3 separate regions of the Mus musculus genome follow, and all the other regions are linked to region 1. A link is a contact called in public HiChIP or PLAC-seq data. All regions are on one chromosome and are shown on one strand. Each heading gives the region's core, a stretch centred on a gene start, on an enhancer-like site or on the middle of the called end of the contact. The rest is flanking DNA. Distances are from core to core; before and after follow the strand shown.

Region 1 (3,323 bases), core at 580-3,079:
AACTTAAAGTCAATATGGCTCATTTATGGCTGGATCAGAGAACAACTTGGTGACTAAAATGTGCAAACAGAAATGTAGACAGGGATGTCTAAGCTACTGCTCCAATATCGGAGCATGCTCATTTCACTTAGAGAAAGGTTGAAGTCTTTCCTTAGACAGAAGAAACCCACTGGGCCCTAATCAATGGGAAGTATTTAAAAATCAATGGATCTGTGCACGCATGAGTGTGTGTGCATCTGGGCACACACACCCCATACCATTGATTCAGTACATTATTACAAGATTTCATTTTATAGCCATATTTGTAATTATCTATTTTCAACAAGCTGCTTGAAGGAAAGTCTCATTTGCCCTATGCATGTTTCACTACAATGTGTTATATACGTAAATAAGCAATAAATGTTTTTCATAACTAAACTGAATCAAATGACTTTCCAGTCGTTTTCAACTGACATGGTTCTCAAGCATTGTAGTCTCTAATTCCTTGCTGGGCATGAGACACTCAGTGATTTAGTCACCACATGACAATGCATGAATCGATGCCGATGAGGGCTAAATGTCACTTTTGCAATACTTACAAGGCTGCTGGTGTACAACAAGACTTTTGTCTCAAGTCAGATCTAACGAGGCAAGTTGTTTGTACATGCTAATGGAATAGATGCCCTCATTTGTTCTTGCAGCAATTGCAGCATGATTACTACTTATAAAGACCCCCCGGGGGATGTGCATTTTTTTTTGCAAGCTATAAGCTCTTCCTCACTTAAGCTTTTCTTTACTTTAAAGAATGAACATTTTTAAAGGCAACTATATTTGTTTTAAAGGACTAACAGCAATTGCAACCAAGCAATAATTTTGAACTTTTGATTATTGTCAGCAATTTGCTTTAGAGTGACTAAAGCCTAAAAATTGGTTCAAATATCTACTTCATAGACATTAAAAAAAAGTTGGCTGACTCAAATACGTTCTGAACTCTCTATTGAAGAGGCAACCTCTCAGCTAGGGGCCTACAAAATTCTCACTTAGCTTGCTCTCTGGAGCTGTGGAACACCACCACACTTCCTCAGTTCCCTGGTAGCAGATTAGTACCTCCTGCCCTGTCTATAGAAACCCAGCAGGACGTTTCTATAGATACCACCTTGCCTTCCTTTTATTGGGTTTTCAGTGGTTCTATCTTTAACCATACCTACACTTTCAAAGAGCTAGGCAGGCTGCTTGGCTTCAGTGCAAATGCAAACGCTGAGATGGCTCAGCCTACTTTTATTCTAAAAAGGAACGCACAAATAGGAAGAGTGATGCTGCAAAGAGAGAACACTACAGAATTGCTGTAGTAGAGATCAAGTACCACGCCAGATGCACAAGTAGAAGATGAGTTTAATTGGTTATCTACTACAAGAGTTCTAACCTAAATGATCAGAACCAAGAATTTCACTGAGTTTCTAGAAGTATCTTGGGTAGATGATCTTATTTCAACTCATTAAAACAGCCCCATTTACCTAATTCAACTGAATTGTTGGACCATCACCTTTTTCAGGAGAACATGAAAGTCAAGAATTAGTTGCTCTCTGCTTCCAAATGCTGTTTACTTCAGAAAGCTCCAGCCAACTACATTTCCTGTCTTGGTCTCTTTTTTCACACGTTTCTCTTTCCGGCTTTATTTTTTTCACTTGACCTTTCCTCTCAATATCTTTTCAATTTTCAAAGAGGCATGTGTTGGGGCACAGTTGGATTTGGGCAATAGGCTTAGGGCAGGAAGGTGTGGTTAGGGTGGAGGGGGTAAGAAGCCATTCTGGCTGCTTTATTTTCTCATCTCAAGTCCTGGTAAAAGGCAGGCTTTGTATGTGTGGGTGTTTTTCTATGATGTGCAAGTACGCACAACTCTATTTTCTCAAGTGAGTAACTATGAGTGTACATATCTTGGAATAATCCACAAATTTATGTAAGCTACAAAGGAAACTGCACACTCACAGGAAATTTTACTTGATTCACAGCTTTACAGACAATGCAACCAGTTAGTGTCTACCGAACTAGTTACATAGAGAAGAGCATGCTTTCTTTTTATTTTATTCTTAATGGAAATAAGTAACTCATTTGCTTGGAAAGAAATCACTTTGTTGAATAAATGCCTTCATAAGCCCAGGACAAATTTAATTCAGTATTGTTTGGGTTATAGCAACAGAATGCAACATTGTTAATTTTCCAACAAAAAGGGGGTAACTTAGTGATTCACAATAAATTTCCAAGACAATATGTGCAGAAATCCTTGTGGAAAAATGCTTTTAAGTATTGCTTATGATTTGAGTGAGAGGGCAGGGATAGAGATTTAGAATTTCTCAAAGAATGTTGGAGCAGAGTGAGCCCTTAGGAACCCTGGGTACAGTCCCTCATTTTATAAATAGATACTATCTACCTCTTAAATGAGGAAGAGGAGGAGCCTAATGTTTCTGCACTTTCCGTTAAATCTATATAGCCCATTAAAAAGTAAAACATGTACTCATCTGCATTATATTTAAATCATGAATATATTATATAGAAATCTAAACCAGGCATACATATCTGTCTTTTGAAGCACCTATCATTTCTTGTACACACACACACACACACACACGGGGGGGAGGGGGATGCGTATTCAATCTTGGGAGCCATTCACATTACTGTTTTTTGTTTTAAATTTTTTCTTAGTTTTTTTTTTAAGAGTTCCATGCCATATGTTTTAATCATATTCACTGCCCCCCCCCCCAAACTCTTCTCCAATTCATCAGTCTCTTCCCAACTCAACAAACTTTGTAATTTTTTTCAATCTTTCATGGACAATTTCTGTTTTTGAGACAGGGTCTCTGAGGTCTAGAGCTTACCAAGTGGGCTGACCAAGGGGGCCGGCAAGTCCCAGGGCTGGGCTTATCTTTGCTTTCCCGGTACTGGGATCATGAATACGTGGCAGGACACCAGCTGTTTTCCATGAGTTCTGGGAATCAAATTCAGGCCCTTGTTCCTATAAGGCAAACACTTTACAAACAGAACCTAGGCCCACTTATTACTTCCTGGTGGGGAAATGTTCAAACTCTTTTCTGTGAGACAAAGAGTAAGAGAATATGTTATTACCTATTGTCACTGTCCTGTGCAACACACCACTAGAACTTTTTTTCTACCTAACTGTAAGTTAATACCTGATAATTAGCCTCTTTCCGTTCTTTCTCCCTCCCTACACTTACCAGCCTCTGGTAATTATCATTTCACTCTTCATTTCTAAGAGATGGATTTTTTTTTCTCCTCTGCTGTTAGTGAGGTCACGCAGGTGCGGGACTTTCTGTGCCTGCTCATTTCAC
Region 2 (3,323 bases), core at 315-2,814, 480 kb after region 1:
TGGTTTATATTTGCTTGGCCTAGGGAGTGGCACTATTTGGAGGTGTGGCTTTGTTGGAGTAGGTGTGTCACTATGGGCATGGGCTTTAATATCTTAGTCTTAGCTCCCTAAGTCAGTCTTCCACTAGCAGCCCTCAGATGAAGCTGCTGAACACTCAGCTCTGCCTGCACCATGTTTGCCTATATGCTACCATGTTCTTGCCTTGACAACAATGGACTGAACCTCTGAACCTTATACGAGTTGCCTTGGTCATGGTGTCTGTTCATAGCAGTAAAACCCTACCTAAGACACTTACAGTCATTTGGTGAGTATTCCAACTCCTTGTGCTCCGTAGGCTTGTTGCCTTCCTTGAGCCTTGGCTTCCAGGTAGAACCCCAGCTATCATGTCTAGTGTTAGACTCCCACTGATGGAGATTATGATAAGAAGACTTTAGAAACTAATCTTTGGGCAGTTTGTGGTAGTTGAAACATTGGTAAACATAGGAATTTAAATATGTCTTAAAAGATAAAATACAATTATTCAGTGAACATCTGAAAAGTATTCACTATCACCAGTCACCAGGGAAATAATAATCAAAATTACATGAAATATTATCAGACCATAGTTAGAATGGCTACCATAAAAAACCCATAACATAAATGCTGATGAAGATGTGGAAAAATAGAATTCTTAGGTTTTTGTGTGTGGGTAATGCAGTCAGTAGGTTGATTTTGGAAAGCAGTAGGTAGAATCCTCCTGAACTAGAAGTAGACTTAGCATGTGATCAAGTGGTTAAACTCCTGTCTATTTATTCAAAGGAGATGAAGGCAGAACACAACAGACGAGCTCATAACCCATAGCCGCCTGTCAATAGACAAACAGAAAAGGAGAGATGGAGTATTATGCAGCCATAAGAAGAATGAGAACTTGCTATTTGAAACAGAGTGGATAGAAATGAATGTCATGCTAACCAAAACAAGACAGCAGAAGGACAAGAACAAGTACTCTGTTTGCTTTCCAGTGTGCAAATGAAGAGTAACCACATTAGGAATTAGACGTAGAGGTAGAAGAATTGTTCCTAGGAACTGGCTGGGAGGGGCTGAAGTTAGAAGGACAGACATATGCACACAATCCATACGTGCTGTAAGAAATGAGTGTAAGAAACATCACAGTGAGTTCCACTAATTTGCAAAAGTAATATATGCTATTAACAAAATAATCATGAGACTCACTTGACATTCCATATCCCATGAGCAAGACGAGCAGTAATTGCAGCAAACGTGGCCTGACCAGAGTAAGGAAGCCACTATCTTAGACTGCTCGGGGTGGAAGGTCTGAGTCACCTTATTAGGTTAGAAAAAAGTGTCGAATGATCATGAGGGGAATCTAATATGGGTGGTGGAAAGAGTTGATGACTATCGAGTACAGTGCAGGACCAGCTTCAGTAGGGAAGGCTGTTTTGTTCTATCAGGTCACATGTAGAGACTGGCTGGCTGACGGCCGCCTTGAAGCCTGAGAGGTAATTAACTGTAAGGCATAGGGGTAGCAGAGTGGTACAAAGGCTAGCCTGTGCGGGCTGCCTCTGGCTCCCTGACTCATATCCTCTTGGCCTCAGCTTTGATTACAGTGTAGCTTCAGCGGGTAGTTTGGCTTATGTCATGCTGGTGTTTTTCTCTAGCACCAGACATTTTACACTTTTGCCCTCAGACGTTTCCAGCGCCATAATTGCCCTCGGGGAGACCTCTGTTCAGGTGATTACATTCAGTGGGGAGGTATACCGGGGTTTTCATCCCATGGCAAGACTCAACAAATGTGAGATGCAAGCTGACAGATGAACATGGTGGCTCCTCTGGAAGTTGATTTCCAAAGGTGTCCCACACATACCTCAGAAGGTTCCAGACAGACTGTCAGTTCCCACAATAATGATGATTACAAAGCCCTCGTGGATTGCGCTAGTTTTCTTTCAGTTTCTCATGCCTGATCCTTTTATATGCTCTCTTCCTGCTCAGGCACTGCTTTTGTGCAAACTCAAACTGAAACAAAAATCTTTAAACCTCAATACCTCTGTTTTCCATTCTGCTCCATCTTATGACCATCCTTGCTGCTTCCCAACATGGGTCAAGAAAAAGAATAGGCAGGTAGGATTGTCAATAGGTAATTCAACAGGATTTCTAAAAGCTTTTGCAATGCCAAATGCAAAGGGTCCCCTCACTTGATAGTCTAAGGAGTGATGGAAGTAGTTCATCTTGTAGCCATTTTCTCCATAAAGAATCTGCTTTCATTTCAACATCTTACACTCCTGAGGCATCTCGATTTTTTTCCCCTTATGTTTCTTGTTTTCTCCTCCTCCTCCCCCTCCTCCTCCTCCTCCTTCTTCTTCCTTTTATTTTTGAAGTACCTGGTTCATAGGTGTAGAGAGTTTACAAAGGCAATTTCCCTTTAAACTTGGAAATCCAGAAATTTCTGGCCCTCTCTCACAGTTGAGTAATGTGGACTTACATGTCAGCAACAATTTCTGTAATGTGTCTGAAGACTATCCCGTTTTGTTTCTAGTCTTGCTGTGGAAAGATCCCTGATAAAATCCTGTATAATCCTGTACGATTTTATTCGTCGTTGGAAAAACCCTTTGTTCTTTAGCCCCAACTTTCTAACATTTCAAATTCTGTGCCGTGATAAAGATCTGATGTTAAAGTTCCTGACTACTATGTCAAAAATGTCCACAGATATGTATTAATCTTTAGAAACATTTCAGTTTTCGGCTGTAGTTTAAATAAGATGAGACCATCAGGAAGCTCTGCACTCACTCATTCCCCAGGCCTGATTGTCTCTTGTCCTTTTTCCAAGACTGCATTCTCATTCTGTCATTTCTTCAACCTAAGCAACTTTGCTGAGAACAGACTCTCTGGCAGTATGTTTCCTGAGTTTCCATTTATCTGGAAAACTCTATTTTCTTTAAATATATTTTCACTGGATATAGCTCCCTGACTATTTTTATATTGATTTTGTTTTTTAAAAAACCATTTTATTTAGTCTCTTAAATTTTTTATTAATTATTTTATTTATTTATATTCCAAATGTTGCCTCCCCCCCTGGTCCTCTCTCCATGAGTTCTTCATCTCCTCCCCTTTGCTTCTGAGAGAGTGCTTCTCTACCCACCCACCCACTCCCACCTCACCTGACTAGCATCCCTCTTCCCTGAGGCATCAAGTTTCTACAGGATTAAGTGCATCCTTTTCCACTGAGGCCAGACAAGGCAGTCCTTTGTACCTATGTAGCAGGGGCCACTGACCACCATGTACGCTTTTTGGTTTGTGGCTTAGTCTCTGGGAGCTCTGAGGGGTCC
Region 3 (3,323 bases), core at 276-2,775, 400 kb after region 1:
TATCTGTATAATTTACAGACAATGTAACATGGAAGCGGAGAACTTACAGGGCCTCATCCTTACATAAAGAACAACAGGCAGATAAGGAATGCTAAGACCAGGAAAAATAGCCTTCCAATTGGTTATCCAATACCAAGTAGTCAGCCTGAAAATCTCTCTCTCTCTCTCTCTCTCTCTCTCTCTCTCTCTCTCTTTCACACACACACACACACACACACACACACACACACACACACACACACACACACACACACCACACACCTGACTATACTCTATATGTTACAGAGCACTGAAAGAGCCCAAATCTTCAAATTTCTATCAACTGTCAAACAATGGCTCTTAAGTAACTATCTTCATAATCCCTTACTTAGTCTATTGCTTTTAAAATTAAGTTGTAGCTGTGTGTGATAACACACACCTTTAATCCAGTCACCCAGGATGTAAAGGTAGGAGGTTATTTGTGAGTTCAAGGCCATCATGGTCTTCATTATCAAGACCCAGGACATCTAGAATTACACAGAGAGACCCCATCTAAAAAACAAAAAACCCCAAACCAACCCCCCCAAAATCTTTGTTTCCATTTCTTCTTCTTTCTTTTCTTTTTTTTTTAAAGATTTATTTATTTTATTTATATGAGTATATTTTAGCTGTCTTCAGACACCAGAGGAGGGCATCAGATCCCATTACAGATGGTTGTGAGCCACCATGTGGTTGCTGGGATTTGAACTCAGGACCTCTGGAAGAGCAGTTAGTGCTCTTAACTGCTGAGCCATCTCTCCAGCCCAGGTTGCCATTTCTTAAGTCCTTTAGATCCCAGAAACATGAAGTACATGTTGGTTACTTGGTTACTCTTCAGAACTTGAAAAAAAGATTGTATTGCTGAAGATATCATATTCTTGAGTCATAGACCACAAATAAATCAAGCTTTGACCAACCTGGAAGCTTCATCTTTCCTGGCTAACTTTCATAATGCTACAAGGTTCTATTTAGAGTAGTGGGGGAGGGAGAAAAGTATTCGACCATTGTACTTAGCTGTGAGCTCCATGAGATACAATAATGACTAGCCTGGCAAGATATGCCCCGGGGTGCAATATGGCACAAGTGAGAACAACCTATAGCTTCCTGCTTATGTTTAAAAGTTCCCTTTAGAAGACAGAACTCATGCCTGGTATTGTTAACTGGGCCAAATGTGTCTGGCTACGTCATAGCCCTAGGGGAGAATACAATATTATTATTCTATGTATTATTAAATTGCCACTGAGATCTATTTATACTGAGATTAGTACTGTATTCTCAGCAGAAGAGCTTCTTTTCATAGTAGGTGGTAATTAATACAAAGATCCACAACTTGCCAATGTGTAGAGCGTAAGAGATCATTCAGTGGTCAGCTCAAAATGAGATGTCTGTATCACACACTTTCTACTCAAGGGTCAGTAAGAGCAAAAGGAATGGGAGCAGCAAGATCATAAGAGGCAGCTAGGGGATGTCTGCAGTGAAACAGTATTTGCTGGGCGTGGCACAAGGGTTGCACACATGAACTCACCGTGGCTGTGACTGCCAGCATGGATCAGGGAGAGGCCTCACGAATTCCCCAGTTGTGAAGATGGTAATGGCTGCTGTGGGAGGGAGGCTCTTTGTTGTTCATGGATTCAGTTAAGAGACTACCTGTGCTTCAATTCATGGTCCTACACTCATGCACGTACAGGCAGAGCTAAATGTTTATCAAAAACAGAACACATGAAGTTGGGAGGGAAAGTGGTGTGTGTATAAGAGGATTTTGAAGGGAAGAAATGGGGATGGCATGTTTGATTAAAGCATACTTATATACAATATGAAATTCCCAAACAGTAAAAATGAGTCATAGTCTATTATCAATACTTATTTAGATCAGTTCATGGATTTAAACAAGCAACCTGCTAAGCTAAAATGTGTTACCTTTATGCTTTAGAGCAGTGGTTCTCAGCCTTCCCAATGCTGCAGCCCTTTAATACAGTTCTTCATGCTGTTGTGACCCTCACCCATAAAATTATTTCATTGCTACTTCATAACTGTAGTTTTGCTACTGTTATGAATCATAATGTAAATATCTGATATGCTGTATACCTGATATGTGACCCTTATGAAAAAAAGAATTGCTTAACCCCAAGGGGGTCACAACTCACAGGTTGATAACCACTACTTTAGATGAAGAGGTTTAGGGAGGTTGTGCAAGTTGCCCAAAGTAGTGCAGAATCAAAGCATTACGTCATATTGTATGCTTTTTTTTTCCTTTTTGATCAAGTTGCACATGCTAGGCAAAAACCTTACCACTAAGGTACATTACCAGCCTTTCAGCTAGAAATATTGGATCCAAATGTCTTTCTGCCTCTAAGCTCAGAGATTTTGAACATTCATGATTAGTGTCTCATGGGTCAGAAAGTGAAATTTTTTTACACAACTATAAAGGAATCAGTATGATCTATGACTAATACACTTTCTGCAGAATTCCAGATTCTGTCTAAATATAGAAAATTCATTTTGAAAATGAACTCAGGGTTCTTTTGAGAATCAGGGCACTTCCTTAATCATATAGTAAGTGGGTTCGTGTGGCTTTCCAGTGATCAGTATGATTGGGTTGATCTAAGTGCCTTCCCACCTTTGTCCAGCCCCATATGGGTCATCTACATTTTTTTGTACTCTCAAAACAGGGACTGGAGAGGATGTGACACTATTTTGTCTCTGTATGCTTTGCCTATAGTCTCCCAGTCTATGGTATGCATGTGTATGCACACATTTGTATGTGTGCACATAGGTGTGTACAGGTGTGCATACACTTTGTGTGTGTGTGTGTGTGTGTGTGTGTGTGTGTGTGTGTGTGTGCTTTTGGGGGACAGAGGTCTAAGCTGGGCTATCTCCTTCACTTGCTCTTCATCATCTTAGTTTGTGAGGCAGGGTCTCTAGCTGAACCAGAACTCACTGATGAAGTTAGGCTGGACGAACAGGGATGTCTAGGGATCCATCTGTCTCTGCTTCCCCAGATCTGGTATTACAAATGTGTGTGACAAGACCAGCTTTTGAATGCATGCTGGGAATCTACACTCAGGTCCCCTTGGTCGTGCACTAAGCAATCTACCAATGGAGCCATCTCTCCAGTCCCTTCCAGTATGCTGTGGAGACATATTCATTTTGGCATCAATTATAAAATGAGCTGTTGGTAGACCCAGATAGAAAAGAAGTTTCAGCACCAATGCTGGCTTTCTTTGTTGGTCATTACAGACATTTGCTCTCTTTTTCTTGGTAACACTGGCAAGCATGGGATGCTCTAGTAAGAAACATGCAGGTCA

What was found. HiChIP or PLAC-seq counts read pairs in DNA pulled down with a chosen protein or histone mark.
Region 2: a CTCF HiChIP or PLAC-seq map of the NIH/3T3 cell line shows a contact between it and region 1, with 10 read pairs. The contact joins two enhancer-like sites. A contact is called at or near these places in 1 of 15 datasets of contacts at CTCF or cohesin (the NIH/3T3 cell line) and 1 of 115 datasets of contacts at active chromatin or transcription factors (the NIH/3T3 cell line).
Region 3: a CTCF HiChIP or PLAC-seq map of the NIH/3T3 cell line shows a contact between it and region 1, with 8 read pairs. The contact joins two enhancer-like sites. A contact is called at or near these places in 1 of 15 datasets of contacts at CTCF or cohesin (the NIH/3T3 cell line) and 1 of 115 datasets of contacts at active chromatin or transcription factors (CD8 T cells).

The regions. Positions count from the first base shown.
Region 1 is chr4:88,999,847-89,003,169 of GRCm38.p6, forward strand. All of the region lies in intron 1 of Gm34568 (predicted gene, 34568), which reads left to right. Among named protein-coding and RNA genes, the nearest start is that of Gm34568, 45 kb to the left of the region's middle. Within about 2 kb of position 1,830, at least 33 of the 459 cell types and tissues checked have an H3K27ac peak or open chromatin away from gene starts, as enhancers often do. A contact at or near this core is called in the NIH/3T3 cell line, where this site is marked.
Region 2 is chr4:89,477,522-89,480,844 of GRCm38.p6, forward strand. The region is part of intron 7 of Gm12610 (predicted gene 12610); the gene reads left to right. Among named protein-coding and RNA genes, the nearest start is that of Cdkn2b, 170 kb to the left of the region's middle. Within about 2 kb of position 1,565, at least 83 of the 459 cell types and tissues checked have an H3K27ac peak or open chromatin away from gene starts, as enhancers often do. A contact at or near this core is called in the NIH/3T3 cell line, where this site is marked.
Region 3 is chr4:89,400,981-89,404,303 of GRCm38.p6, forward strand. All of the region lies in intron 5 of Gm12610 (predicted gene 12610), which reads left to right. Among named protein-coding and RNA genes, the nearest start is that of Cdkn2b, 92 kb to the left of the region's middle. Within about 2 kb of position 1,526, at least 10 of the 459 cell types and tissues checked have an H3K27ac peak or open chromatin away from gene starts, as enhancers often do. A contact at or near this core is called in the NIH/3T3 cell line, where this site is marked.